Linked DNA regions of Gossypium hirsutum: region 2 is linked to region 1. The links are chromatin contacts, called in public Hi-C maps. All regions are on one chromosome and are shown on one strand. The core of a region is the stretch at or near the end of the contact, and the rest is flanking DNA. Distances in the headings are between cores, read along the strand shown. Region 1 has its middle 4.6 kb from the start of LOC121207598. Region 2 holds the start of LOC107896361 (nudix hydrolase 16, mitochondrial).

What was found. A called contact is a pair of places that touch in the nucleus more often than the background predicts.
Region 2: a Hi-C map of leaf shows a contact between it and region 1, with 2.4 times the contacts expected there. The contact joins the promoter of LOC107896361 here to the enhancer-like site in region 1. A contact is called at or near these places in 15 of 34 Hi-C or Micro-C datasets (callus, leaf, seedling and 1 more).

Annotation. Positions count from the first base shown.
Region 1 is chrA10:106,109,537-106,116,619 of Gossypium_hirsutum_v2.1, reverse strand. It overlaps the pseudogene LOC121207599. Among protein-coding and RNA genes, the nearest start is that of LOC121207598, 4.6 kb to the right of the region's middle. Within about 2 kb of position 2,524, at least 7 of the 9 cell types and tissues checked have an H3K27ac peak or open chromatin away from gene starts, as enhancers often do. A contact at or near this core is called in leaf, where this site is marked.
Region 2 is chrA10:106,192,889-106,200,158 of Gossypium_hirsutum_v2.1, reverse strand. LOC107896361 (nudix hydrolase 16, mitochondrial) reads right to left here and starts at 1,845. Exons shown (of 4, transcript XM_016821514.2): 1 at 1,340-1,845. The coding sequence starts at 1,410.

The DNA of each region.
Region 1 (7,083 bases), core at 1,275-3,774:
GATAGTCAGAAAATTCTCTTAAAATGATTTGAAAGGCTTAGGAATTAATTGCATATCCATGATGGTGGAGGACAACTGGACAAGCTTATGTCAATCGGACTTGGGTGGGAGCATTAGATACAATTAGCGTCCAGCATGAGTAAATTTTTTCCATGTATTTAGATGCTTTTTGGTGAGTCATATCCTCATACCCAAGTCCGGATATGCATCGAACACATGTATTTCAAGAAAATAAAGAGTGGGAGCAACATAGGGATAGGTTACCATTTCAAGTTCTCGATGGTTACTGTAAAATATGTTCAAAATTGAAAGAACCTCAAACTCAACCAACTCAGACAAAACATTAAATATTAGTCATCCTATCGTTTTCATAAATAATCCAGAGTTAAAATAAAGCTTACCATTTCAAGTTCTTGAGCCATCAAAATACAAGGCCCACACCATGTTGCATAGAAATCAATAATTATGGGTACTCTTCTCTCCCTCTTACTAGCTCCTCAATTTCTTGAGATGACATCTTTTTCTGCTCACCCAAAATGACAATATCAAAGTCATCAATTTTCAAAAGTCAATAATACACCATTTCATTATGGACAAAAGCAGAAAATGAAAAGCATCCTCCTACCAAAGTTTCCATTAATAATTAGTATCCTCTATTCATCAATTGATTCTATTTCTCAATAGCAGAGGCAAGGCTGCGGGTGGAAGCAGGACTTAGTCCACCTCATTCCCTGCTCCTGCATGGGTACTGAAAAACATTTGCCTCCATAGATGTTGGTTACATATATAGTCATTCCATATTACTCCTAGTCGCCGCAACCCACTTTTTACTAATGATTTTTAGTTTAATATTGTACAAATATGTATAATAACTTTGTTAATGAACAAAACTTCACCATATACAATTATTTTGTATATGGATACATATGCATATACATATACCTATACCTATATAAAAGATTGTTGTATATATATGGTTTTAGTATATACAGTACTTTTCCACCAGCCCCTTCCATTTTTTATTTTGTTTTGCCAACCTTACAAACAATCTATCTAAAGAAGTATAATAACAGGATTAATACTCTTCAAATTCCACTATTTTATTTTCTCAAAATTTCAGCAACCCAACAGGGAAAAAAGCTACAAACTGAATTATATGTATATGGGAAGATTCATGAGAAACAAAAACGAAAAATACAATTGAATTCCAAGTCAACAATCAATAATTTCACTTAATCTTTCCAGTGATGAATAACCTAAAAAGTCATAAAAGCACTTCATTTATCTTCCTTTTTTTTTTCAATTTCGACAGAAACCCAATAGTGCAAATGACAAAGCAAAACAAACCCAGAAATGAAAATAAAAATAAATTAAAGAAGAAAGAAGAAGAATTACCACAAGATAATCTTCCCTGACATATTTGCCAAGTGGGGGTTTGCAAAGCAGCTTTCTGGGTTGTGTTGAAAGTGAGAAAGGTCTAACCTTTGTTGTAGAGAAGAAGAGTGAGTTTTTGGAATGGGTTTTTGATGAAAAAACAATGGGTGAAAGTGAAGGAATTTGGTGAGGAAGTGTGTGGATTTGGAGGAGAGCCATTTTTTGAAAATGAAAAAAATAGAGGTTTAAGCCTTCAAGTATTTGCAGTTTGAGGGGTTTAACTAAGCAAGAAAAGTTTTGTAGATATTATAGTGGATATGTTTGGTTACATGAATATTCTTACTCGGATTCGGAATTAAGATTTTCTCACTTTGCAGCCAATAAGAAAAGGGATAGTAAAAAGTCGATTATTCCATATTATTATGTTTTAGTTTTGGTTGGAACAATGTTGAATATTTCATATATTATTCGAATTAATTTTATTTATTCGGATAATGATTTCTATTAAGGTATTCATTTATGATCTAATTCTTATTTATTTTAATATTTTACACTTTAAAAAATTAATTTAATAAAATTGAATATTTAGTTAATTATATACATAAAGGATATCTTCAAATTAATAGTCAAAATGATTTTAACTAATTAACTATTAATTTGATTGGTATTATATTAACTAAAAAATAGATTCTCAACTATAAAACATTAGTCATATGCTTATATTGACTAAAGATGAATTTGGATAGATAATGAAAAGTAATATATTTATTTTATTTTTTATCTTATGTTATAATATCATTACAATATCTAATTTAAATATTATCAATATTTTTATACTAATCACAAATAAATATTTCATTCATCCACCCTCAATTAGAATACATTTTAAATTTATCAGCCAAAATCTATTTCACCAAACCAATTTCAGCCTGACAATTTCTTTTTTGTCAGCTGGATTGAAAAATAGGTGAAAAAATAATAATATAATAATCAGGGCCTTTTTTACCCAAAAACCAGTAAAATGAAAGCGGTCATATCAGCACAGTTGATCAAAATACGACAAGCTTTTTTGCAACCTTGAACAGAGCAAAATGGGTCCAGTGACACCGATTTTGAGGCTTGGGGCCGTGGCCTATTGAGTCAAATCCTGGCAAACTGAGAAGGCGGAAAACGGGCGGCAGAGATCGATTTCCAGGTCATGGAAATCAACATACAGGCCTGACATAGAAAGGTCAAATTCGAGCAACGTTTTCCAGGCCTGTTTACCCGGATTCCCACACCACTAAACCTTTTAAAACCCCCAAAGCCTACACTATATCCATGGTAAAAAAAGAGTTGTCAAATTTTATTTTACTCAAAGTCATCTTCATCAGTGTTTTTAGAATGTTTTTTTTAGTTTAAAATCTTAAATTAGAATTATATTAAATTTAATTATATTAAATTCAAAATTTTATTTATTTATTAATATTGAGATATAGATATTTATATATAAATATTCTAAATTTAATATATTATTACAAATTATAAAAATGACAACATCATCATGTTCTCAAACTATTTCGAACTACACTTCTTTTTATATTACTCAAATGGTAAAATAATTTTTATAGCATTAGGAAAATGTTGATAATAATAATCTAAATGGTCATTACTAATTAAATTTTTTATATAATCAAACTTTTTGCAGTCCTACGATCATGTTCTTAAAACAAAGAGGCATAACAAATGAGATCATCGAGATAACTGCTTGCATGTGTACCTAGATGTAGTTAGATTTGGTCATGCATTTAGGATCGAGAGTTTTAATTTGAACCAGGAATTGATATATACATGGGTGGAATGGTGGAGAGTTGAAACACATACCTTCCACTTGCTATGTAGGGAGTGTACAATCACACTACAACATGTAGCATTCTGATTGGGGCTTCCCATAGATGGCTTCCCAGTCACCAGTGTCAGCGCAATCATTGAAACTTGCAGACAACTACTTGGCAAGATACCAGATAAAGGAGATATGGAGGGAGCCAAAGTGAATATGGTTTAGGAAAAATTTTGAAATTTTCGCATAAGAGCCTATATTTTACATTTGTTAGGTGGAGTGTTGATGCTAGGAAATTCGACAAATAGGGTACATTTGATGTACCTAGAGTTAATTCGAGACTTCCAATTGATTTCGCATTATTGTTGGAGGCTTTATCTTAACATTCTTGTATTAGGAAATGTGTTGAACAACGAATCAAAAGTCACAAAATATTGGAAGATGCCTACTTTTGCTTTGATCGTGGGCTTCGTACAGAATGCCTTTTTTGGCCCTAGTAGGTCGATTTAATTTATTCCCTTTGGTTAATAGGTAACCTATAAATTTTTTTATTTTGTATAGTAATGCTCGAATTATTTTTTGTTGTTAATAACCGTGTTAAAATATTTTCAACAAATGGGGGAAACTTGACATGGGTTCAGTTCAAGGGACGAATCTACTCATTTTTAAACAAATTGGTAGATTCTTCTATTAGATCTAGGATAATCATAGAATCTATATGTTATTATATATTATACTTATGCTTTAAGACTTTAAGACTTCAGTTTATGAAAAGTAAAATGAAATGCAAGTTAACATTTTTTTTTATTTTTTTACAGTTTCGATGGTTGTCAAACGTTGACCCCAAGATAGTCGGTATCGTCATACCCAAATTCCTATATTATTGGTGATAAGGAATGAGGCGGATGAATGTGAAAGCGGATCGTAAAGTTTGTCAAAGTCGCAGATTTGACTTAGGGCTTTAGATGTTCAAAAAGAAACTTGAATTTTGACACAACCTGAAACGCAAATAAATCCAAGTCAGATAAAAATAAAGAAAACAATTATAAATAAATAACTAAGGTGAATAAGATAGAATAATGAAATCTAATATTAGAATTAATAAAGAAGATAGATAGAAATATAGAACGTGGTATATAGAAGTTCTAAGAAGCTTTAGAAACACGAAGAATCCACAATCCCTTTCAAACAACCCTAACTTTCCCTCCAAGAAAGAAAACTTAGCAAGAAAAAGTTTGAAATTGATCCCCACAATCTGTAAAGATTGTTAAAACTCTTCAACAACAAACTCAAGAGAAATTCTTAAAAAAAGAAAACTCAAAAAGAATTTATTAATTCAAAAGAAAAGTTGAATAATAATGAATTTATTGATTTGTGGACAATGCAACTACCTAAATAAATCTAAATAAAAACTCTTAAGTATACTAGAATTTTAATTAATCTAAACAAGAAGTAGTTTTAAACTAAACTTTCTTATTGACATAAAACTCCCAAATAACTTTAAACTACTTAATAATTATTAAAATTTCAGAAAAATAAAGTAATAAGAACTGATAAATACAATATTGGGCTCATATATAATAAAAATTAAGCCTAAAACTTGAACCCAATATGATTTAAACTCGAATTAAAAGCACAATACTCATAATTCTTATCATAATCCTGTCAAAAAATTTTGCTCGCGGAGTCTTCACTAATACAGTCATAACTTGAGTTCCCGAACTTAAAATCGAGTCATTCAAAGTGCGTTTCGAAATTAAGGGATAGATCTTCGAACGCTATTAAGACATCTCAACCTAGAAATGCCAAGATCCTATCCAAAAAGTCATCGCACTTTTGCTGATTTCCCAAGCTTGAAAATTGGTATCTTCTGTGAATGAAATTTAATAAATTTCACCCCATCCATGCATGTATCAATTGGTCGAGCATATGAAACATTAACTTGGCAAATATAAATTTTGCAATTGTCGAGTAGCATCACGAAAATCGCATGTTGCGTCAATTCGGAACATATCAGCGTCTTCCAGTTGAACTAGTTGAGCTAAGCAAGACTCATGACGAGGACCTTCGAGGCAAGGCAAACAAGTTTTGGCCCCAGGAGCATTATCAGTGGATCTGCCTCTGGGACAACAGATTAGGATGAGTTGCTGACGAGGTTAGCATACTAAACATTGGATTTTTAAATGTTCAAACAATATTAGAGGTGGCTCTAGGAAAATGGGAAACCATTTTTACGTGTTGATATTGATGGATTCATATTTGGTGTTCGATTGAGACAAGGCGTTGTCAGGCTTGCACCTCGTTGATACGCAACCAGTGCAGCCAACCTTAAGCATGGATCAGTTCCAATGTATGCACCTTCATCGTCCCCTGTTGCTGAATTTGCAGATAATCCAGAAGCTCCACTTTGAATGGAAGATTACCAGGTGGACACAATGTGCTTTATTGATTCGGAGCAAGCTCAAGAGAGGGTTCTAGATCCTATAGAAAATTTCTTGGACTAGAATATGTCAAATAATGTAACATTTGATGATCAAAATTTTCAGCGACAATCCGACATCTTTAGTTTTGACAGATGACCTAATGTTGGGGAGAGCTTGTTTGGTAATAAGAACCCCTCCCTCGTGAGTCTGTCAAGCCCATCCACTCTAAAATTGGAGGCTCCTGATCCTATTAATACAATCCCTACCCCACTGGCTACAATGATGTCTCGGACAAAAGATGATGATCCTGGCACCCCTTTGATGATACAAACTCGCATCTTGCCCAACAACGTCAACTACCCCAACGATATATGACATAGTCAAATCATATACTTCTCAGAATTTTTAGACGGTGAGTTGCATTTTTTTTCAACATTTAGTTATAACTTTTTTGTTTTTATTTGTACTGTTTTAGTCATTTCGTTGTAACTTCTTTTTTTTGTTTTTACTTGTACTTTTAATCATTTAGTTGTAACTTTTTTCTTTTTAGTTGTATCTTTTTTTATCATTTAATTGTATATTTTTGGTTTTTAGTTGTTTATTATATTTTAGTTGTATTTTATTTTTTGTTTTTAGTAGTTTCGATGTTTGAACAATTTTTTTTACTAAATCATACCGATAGAAATAAAAATACAGGATTAACATATATCATACTATTTTCAATAATATCAATCTAGTCATATTTCAAATTCTTAACTTTACAAACAATGTAATTACGATCTAGATCTTGAAGTTGATGGTTGTCTAACATATATATGTCAATGGAAACATTTATTGCAGTTGTGCCCAACGTTTCTACAAAGGCCACATCTTTTTGGTTTACATGTTTTTCTTAAATCCATCTCGTTTTAAATTCGACTTGACTATGATTAACATTGTGATTTGTGACGCAATTCCGAGTTCAATAGGAAAACAAACATAAGTTTTGGCAAAAAATCCTAATATGCTTCATTCTTCATCCGAAGGAACTCATGTCTCTAAACATTGGAAAGTTGCTCAAATCTGTACACGTCGTCCACGTTTTGCATATAGTTGACATAAAAAATGGTAAATGCTATCGAAACCATTTTTTCGAAACTATTTTTTGGAAAAAAATGGGTCGACTTTGGTTTTGAAAATAAAAAACGAAAATTGAGAGTTGCTACCAATCCTTTTTAATGAGGTGTGATCGGGTCACCTCGTAAAAGTGCTTATTTTTAACAAATGGTTTGATTTATTTAAACAACGATTTTGGTTCACGAAATTCAGAAAAACGGGTTCGGGAGTCGGTTACGCACGAGGAAGGATTAGCACCCTCGTAACGCCCAAAATCGGTACCTAGTTGATTAATTAGTGTCTTAGTGTCGAAAATTTGAAAAGATTTCAGAATACAACCCCTATAAAAAACTGTTTGGATAACTCGAAGTG
Region 2 (7,270 bases), core at 596-3,095, 84 kb before region 1:
CAGAATCTATCACCATCATACCATATTATTAAAACAATAACCACTACTATTCAACACAATAAATTTTCCAAGGTCTCACAATCTCCTTTTGTCATATGTCATATCCACCAGAAGTCACTCTCAAGGCCATGTTGATATGCTAAGTCCGTTCCACCTCATGAGTCATTCATGAAATTTTGATATTCCAAGATTACCTCCAAGAGAAAATATCATTTCTTAAGCCAGTGTCACATTTTCCAAACACTTCAACTACCAATTATACTGAAATCTACAAAGAATTATCCTAGAATATTAGTTCCAAAAGCTCATAAGGCAATGTGGAGAAGAAAATTCTACAAATATCGTTCACTTCATCACTGAGAACATGTACCCTCCTTCCAAAGCAATAATCTTATCCATTAAGCAGATATTATTGACATTTCTCATAGAAACAAACAAACAAAAATTAGACACAAACAAAATCCACCAACTAATCCCAAACTTTTGAACTAAAGTAAAACAAAAACAGTAACACCCACTTGCAATTTTCATGTCAAGAATGTAATAAAACATTTCAGAATTAAAATGTGCACTTTTATGCCATTGAAAACAAAACATAATCAATTTATACACACCAAAGTAATATATCCATTTTCTATGGTCATGCCAAGAATGAAAAAAAAATCCATAGAACCTCAAAATGAACCAATCCTAAAAACAAAAACAGGAAGTACCCATTTTCAATCTTCATCTAAAAAATGTAATAAACAACAATTCGAACCTTAAATGAACTATCTCAACACACACCAAAAGAAAAGAAAAACGAACAAACCCTCATCTAAGAATGTAGTGAATCATTCGAACTGTAAAACTACTCATATCTAAACAAACAGATAGATAATATACCAAAAATTAAAAGCCATTTGATATTCCTGTAAACAATGTCCTTAATAAAAATCCACTCCAACCTTCAAATAACCTATTAAAAAACTGCATATACCAATGCACATATACAAGATACACACCAAAAACAAAATACACACATCTGCCAACACAATCCCAGAGACGATACAAACCATTCAAAAATTAAAATGCACCATTAGAATTCAAAAACACCAAAAATAAAACAAACCCATTCTCCAGATTCTTTTAAAAAGGAATATTCTAATTGATCGATCAAAATAAATAAATAACTCAAACCCGATGCTCTAATAAACATTCCAATAACAGAAACAACACCATTCAAAAAGATAAAAAGAACCAAAAATTGATCAATCAAAATTCTCAAAAGCCACATGCAAACATATCTTCCACATCTACATTACACAGTTTAAGCAACTAATCATAACAAAAAACATACCCAGCGACAAGGCGAAAACCAGCCTCGTACCTTTGCTGAAGACGACCCGTACGGGCCACCAAATCCGACATAATATTATGAAAAAATCACAATTTCCTTTTTTTCTTCTTTGTAAATCTCAAATCCTCCTAATTTCAACAAAAGCGATCATGGTTGGTGTTTTTTTTGTTTCTTTTTGGGGGGTTTACAAAAAATGCTCAGGCTTGTACCGGATTATGGTTCATCCATTGCTGCTGGCATCGGAATTGATGGTGATGATCAATGCTAGAAAACATCATTTAATGGTTGTGATTTTCTTGTCTTTTTATGTTAAAACTTGGGGGCGTTCAAAAGTAAAAAAAAATTCGTAATCAATGCGAAATTTCTTTTTCAGTTTTTTGGGAGGAAAGAAAGAAAAAGAAGGAAACTAAGAAACTAAAGAGAGAGAGAAAAGGAAAGCGCTAAGAACGGATCGAGCGGTGGAGTGGTCAAAAACCATGTGAGCTGAGCTGGTTATTATGTGGCTGGATAAATTACAATATGCATCACCTAAATCAAAATATTTACTTTATGCTACCTTTTCAGTAAGTAATTATCAAAATCGGATGTTGCATTTGCTTTTCTATCCTTCAATCCAAGAATTATCAAGTAAGTGGTTGTTTTTGTATTTGAGTATAGTAATTTTTTAAATCAATTATCAAAATAAGTATCATTAAAAATATTTTCTTAAAATATATTTTTAAATACACATCAAATTTATGAGTGTCAAGTTTATTATATGATAAAATCATCACAATACATGTCTTATTTATAAAAAGAAAAATACTATAAATTACGGTGTTCAAGACCTCAATATTATCGAATTCAGGTTACTCAACTTTAACTAGGATATTTATTTAGCAATTAGTACAACCAATTCATTTAATATTAGAACTCAACATTTGTGAGTGTAATGGCGAAGTCAGATAATTATTGTAATGAAGATCGAAATTAGATTATATATTCTTAAGATAGTAAAAATATAATTTCATCATTTTAATAATTTATATTTTTATAATTTTAAAAGATTAAATCAAATTTTTATTATTTTTAGAGGATTAAAGTAAAATTTTACCATTACTAAAATTATAGTGTTCAATAATACCAATTAGTATAACCAATTCATTTAACCTTAGAACTCAACATCTATGAGAGCAGTGGTGAAGCCAAATAATTTTTTAAACAGAATTAAATTATATATTTTTATTGTCATAAAAATATAATGTTATCATTTTAATATTTTATATCTTTTTAATTTTTAAAAAATTAAATAAAATTTTATCATTTTTAGGACTAAAATACAAATTTATATTTACTAATTTAAAATTTTATAAATAAAAAAAATTAAATTAAAAATTTATCATTTTAAAGACGTACTAGGTGAGTGTTAAGTTAATAAAAAATACTACACCCCTTTCTCTTCTATTCCCACAAAATATCAAACATTCAAACTCTCCTAATTTTCCCAAAAATTACCATTTTCTACTTTTTCAGGAAAAAAGATCGTTTAAAGGTTTGAAGAAGTAATTTTACCATGCTGTCAATATGGGGATACCTATAAGTTTCCTCTTAAGTCTTCTCTATCAGAGATTCCTTTGATATTGGGGATACTATTTGATAGGACATTGTATTGCATTGATGTTGAGTTCAGGCTATTTAACATCACATCTTATGATTGGTGAGTTTAGCAACTTCCAAACCCTATAAATATCTCACAACGCCTCATTTCGTTTCTCAATTACATCTAATGGTTATCATTTACAGCTTAAGAAAATAAGTAAATTGTTGTCAGTGCTTTGAAATAGTTGTCAAGTGAAAAAAGAAGTACAAAACAAAAGGTTTTGAGTTTTCTTCTTCTTCAATGCATGTAGATACTTGATGCCACCAACTCGCTCTTTTTAGGATTTACGCGCCTAAGGATTTGCGGCTTTCTCCTAATGCGAGAGCACTTTACAAAAGTTGCCCACTTATGCGAAAAGTCATGTCCAGTGGCTTAGGCAGATAAGTCATGGGTATCAATTTAGGCGGGTGCACATGGCAGCTGAGACCATCAAAAGTCACTAGATAGTAATGTGTTAGCGACTAGGGAAATGGTTTAAAGCTTTTCAGGCACATACGCTTTAGGGTTTGTGATTATGGTGGCATTGATGACCCTAGACATACACAAAAATAGTTATGTTTGCCAGTCAAATCAATCGATAGGGTGTATCATCTCTGTGAAACTAGCAAAACTGGTAATGTTTTCAGAATTGGACTGGACCAGCTAGTATACCCGGTAATCAATCCGTAAACCGAACGGATTGGTCGGATTAAAAACCGATCAATAAACCAATCCAATGATAAATAATAAAAAATCGGTCAAAACGCTTTTAAACCATGAACCGGTAAAAATGGGTCAAATCGTTTTTTGCATTTGACACACAGAAAATAATAAAAAAATAACTTGAAAAAAAAAGCCAAAAGGTTGCTGCCTTCTTGTTGCTCCACTGCCGTCGGCAACTAATTGCTACCTTCTTGTTGCCGCCGGCCACCCACCATATTCAATCAAAGAACAATAATGACAACTCAATGGGGTTGGCTTTGAGCTTGGGTGATTCGATATTCCACCAAGCGATTTTCGTTTCTAGAGAAAAACCCAATGGATTTGAGTTGTAAGATGAAAAAGTTCAGATAATAGGAAAAAAGTTGGAAAATAGAAAAGAGAGATGAAAAGATGTTAAGCGGCTAGGGAAAATAAAAATGATGAGACTAGGGTTTTGTCAAATTTTTTTGCTATGGGCCTAACATAGCTGGGCCTTACTAGTAATTTTGCTCCACTAAAAGTTTGGTCCAAGTTGTATTTTAAATTAGGTTTTTTAAGTATTATTTTAATATTTATATTATTTTTTATTATTAAACAGTAAACTGGTCAGATTACAAGTTGAACCAAAAATCGGTGGTCTAATCGATTTGATCACTAAATTGGCCAAACTAGTGGCCTAATCGGAAACCAAACTAGTGATTTTTTTTCAATTTACGTAATGTTATTAACTAATTAATTATCTTATTATCATGTAATGTGATATAAATTATACTATTCTAAAAAAAATTTCTTGAATTTGATGCCTTATATAAATGTGCTATTAATAAAATTTTAGTACTCATTATTTCTTCCATTTTTTATCTATCCAAACCTTATACTTTAAACCAAATGAATTGAAGAAATGAAGTAAAATTTTAATCCGTTAACTATAATTAAAATTAATGAAAATAAGTTTGATTTAAAATTAAAATACACAATTTATCATGGTTGTTTAAATAGAATCAGGTTAGTTGGTTGGACTAAGAACTAATTAAGATATTGGCCTAGAGAGAGGCATCTAACTGGTTGACTTAAGAATCAGTATAAGACCAATTAAATTAAGCTAAAAATAATTGGTTGAATCAATTGAACCCTTTTTTTTAATATTTTATTTTATAAATTTTTAGTGATTTATTTAATCGAATTGGTCAGATTGGCGAGCTGATGGCCTAACCGGTTTGACCACTGGTCCGATTTTGATAACCTTGCAATTTACATTCATTATATATACCTTAATCTATAAAAGCATAAAAAAATAGCAAATCTATTAACAAACCCTAAAATATTAACATACATCTGTTGGATTTGATGCCCTAAGTGTAATATTTTCATCTTTGTATACTTGTATTTTTCGAACAACTTGGTTTAATAAAATACTCATTGATCATAATAATATTCTTTGTATAATGTCTTTAACGGTTTTTGCACAAAAAGAAAAATAGAATCAAATATTGGCTCACAAGTTATCTAGCGTTTAACTAATATTAAGCGATATTATGTGGTCGGACTATAATATAGAAAAACAACTTGTATTAGTAGATGAACCTAAGCATGTCCTTAGTCTAATAAGAAATGAGCAAACTGATTGAAAAACTAATATGTTGTCTATCAATTCCAATTGGGGAGATGCTTTGTCTTGAGCATTGGAGCGGATGACTCTTAAAGATATAGACATAGATGTGACTCACTGGGCTGGCAATACATCGACAAGACCCGAGCAGAATAGATCCCGGATTTGTTTATGGATTATTTGCTTTTGACTTTCAAAGTATGACATACCTAAATCTTAAGTGGATGATTGCCTATGTATGCGTGACTCATATACTTTGATGTAAATAAAAGCCCAAGTTCAAATAGATAAGGAACCGAAAGCTGATGTGTTAGGTATATGATTTCTGCAAGTAGATAGCATCATTCTCAACACTAGAATTCATAACCCAACTAATGGGTAAATGATATCCTCTCATTGGAATTACATGATAAATGAAAAGTAAGCATGGTCACGGGTTGTTTGCCTTTGTGATAAATGACTTAATTACTATTTGATAGTAATTGACTTTTTATGAAGGGAGATGTAATGGTTACCATAAGATAAAATGGGATCATGTTGAGAGAACGGATTTATCCTAAAGAGATTAAAGATAACCTATGAGGGTAACACACTTATGACTAGGTCACTAGACGAGCACTGATTAAATAGCTTTTGTAATTGTATGTATTTAGAGAGAGCTCGATCACAATACTATAATGGAATGACTTCATGACTAAATGAGTTTATAATTAATAGGCGAAAATCTTGAACTTAATTATAAATAATTTGAGCCCTAATTACAAATGTTCAATTGGTCCTTATTGAAAATAATTAAATCGTTTCTTGTTCAATGTTTGAGTCTTACTAAAATTAATTAAATCGTTTCTTGGTCTATGTTTGGTTTGTATTACTTAAGCTCACACTCGACGCAATTCGAGGTATGAGGATAAAGGATAAGGTTGTTCCGTTGAAAGCAGGGAACGATACATATTCGTCTCGCACAAAGCAAATGTACTTTTCGAGAAAATTTTATTACTATAGATTTCACAAACTAGTTTAGTTTTCAAAATTTTAAATTTTCGCTGTGATTGAAAATCATTTTCTGAATCGGATTTTTCCAACAATATTAGATTTAATTGAAGTAATAAAAAGATTAAAAGATATATATATTATTTGTGGGTGCATTAGATCTTCAACCATGATTTGGGCAAAACCAAGATTGACCTCCAGTTCTTTAAAAGTGAAGCCTCCGTTAGGTTTAGCAAGTATGAGAGTCAGGGCATTTTTAGCAATAATGCCTCGCCCTCTTCCTCGACCTTGACCATGTTTCTCAGCTTCAATAGCTTTGCGTATGCCTCAACCTCTACCACAAGGTTGTCGATTGCTCCCTCCTTTGGCCTAGCTTGCTTTGGTAGGTTGGCTGTAACATCCCGATTTTGGGCCTAGTCGGAACAGTGGTTTCGGGACCACAAATCCGACGAATAAAATTTTAATTTTATTATATTTTAATGGTTTGCGATTTCACGAAATAATTTCGTAAAAAAATTCATTCGAAAATTTCGACGTTTGGGCACTCAATTTGGTCAAAAGGACTAAATTGTAAAAAGTGCAAAAGTTAAGTTCTACATGTTAGAGGTGTCTAATTGTTATGAAATTTTAAATGGGAGGTCCTTAAATGGTAATTAGACCATTAGTTAATTGTTGGACAAAAATAGACATGAAATGGGTGTAATAAAATAGTTTTAAGTTAGGGGCATTTTGGTAAACTAATAATTAAAAGAATTAAAAAGGGAAAATAAGCCAAATTAGCTATCATCTTCTTCATTCAACCATTTCTACCAGCAGCAGCCATGGTTAGGGTTTTTTCAAACTCCCAAGCTCGGTTGTAAGTGATCCCTAGCCCTGTTTTTAAAGTTCTTTATATTTTTGAAATTCCGGTAACTTGATTAAGCTTATTCTAGCAATAGTTTAACCTAGGGTTTATATTTGGAAAAATACCCATAGGTGAAATGTGTTTATTTTGATGTTTTATGGTAGAATA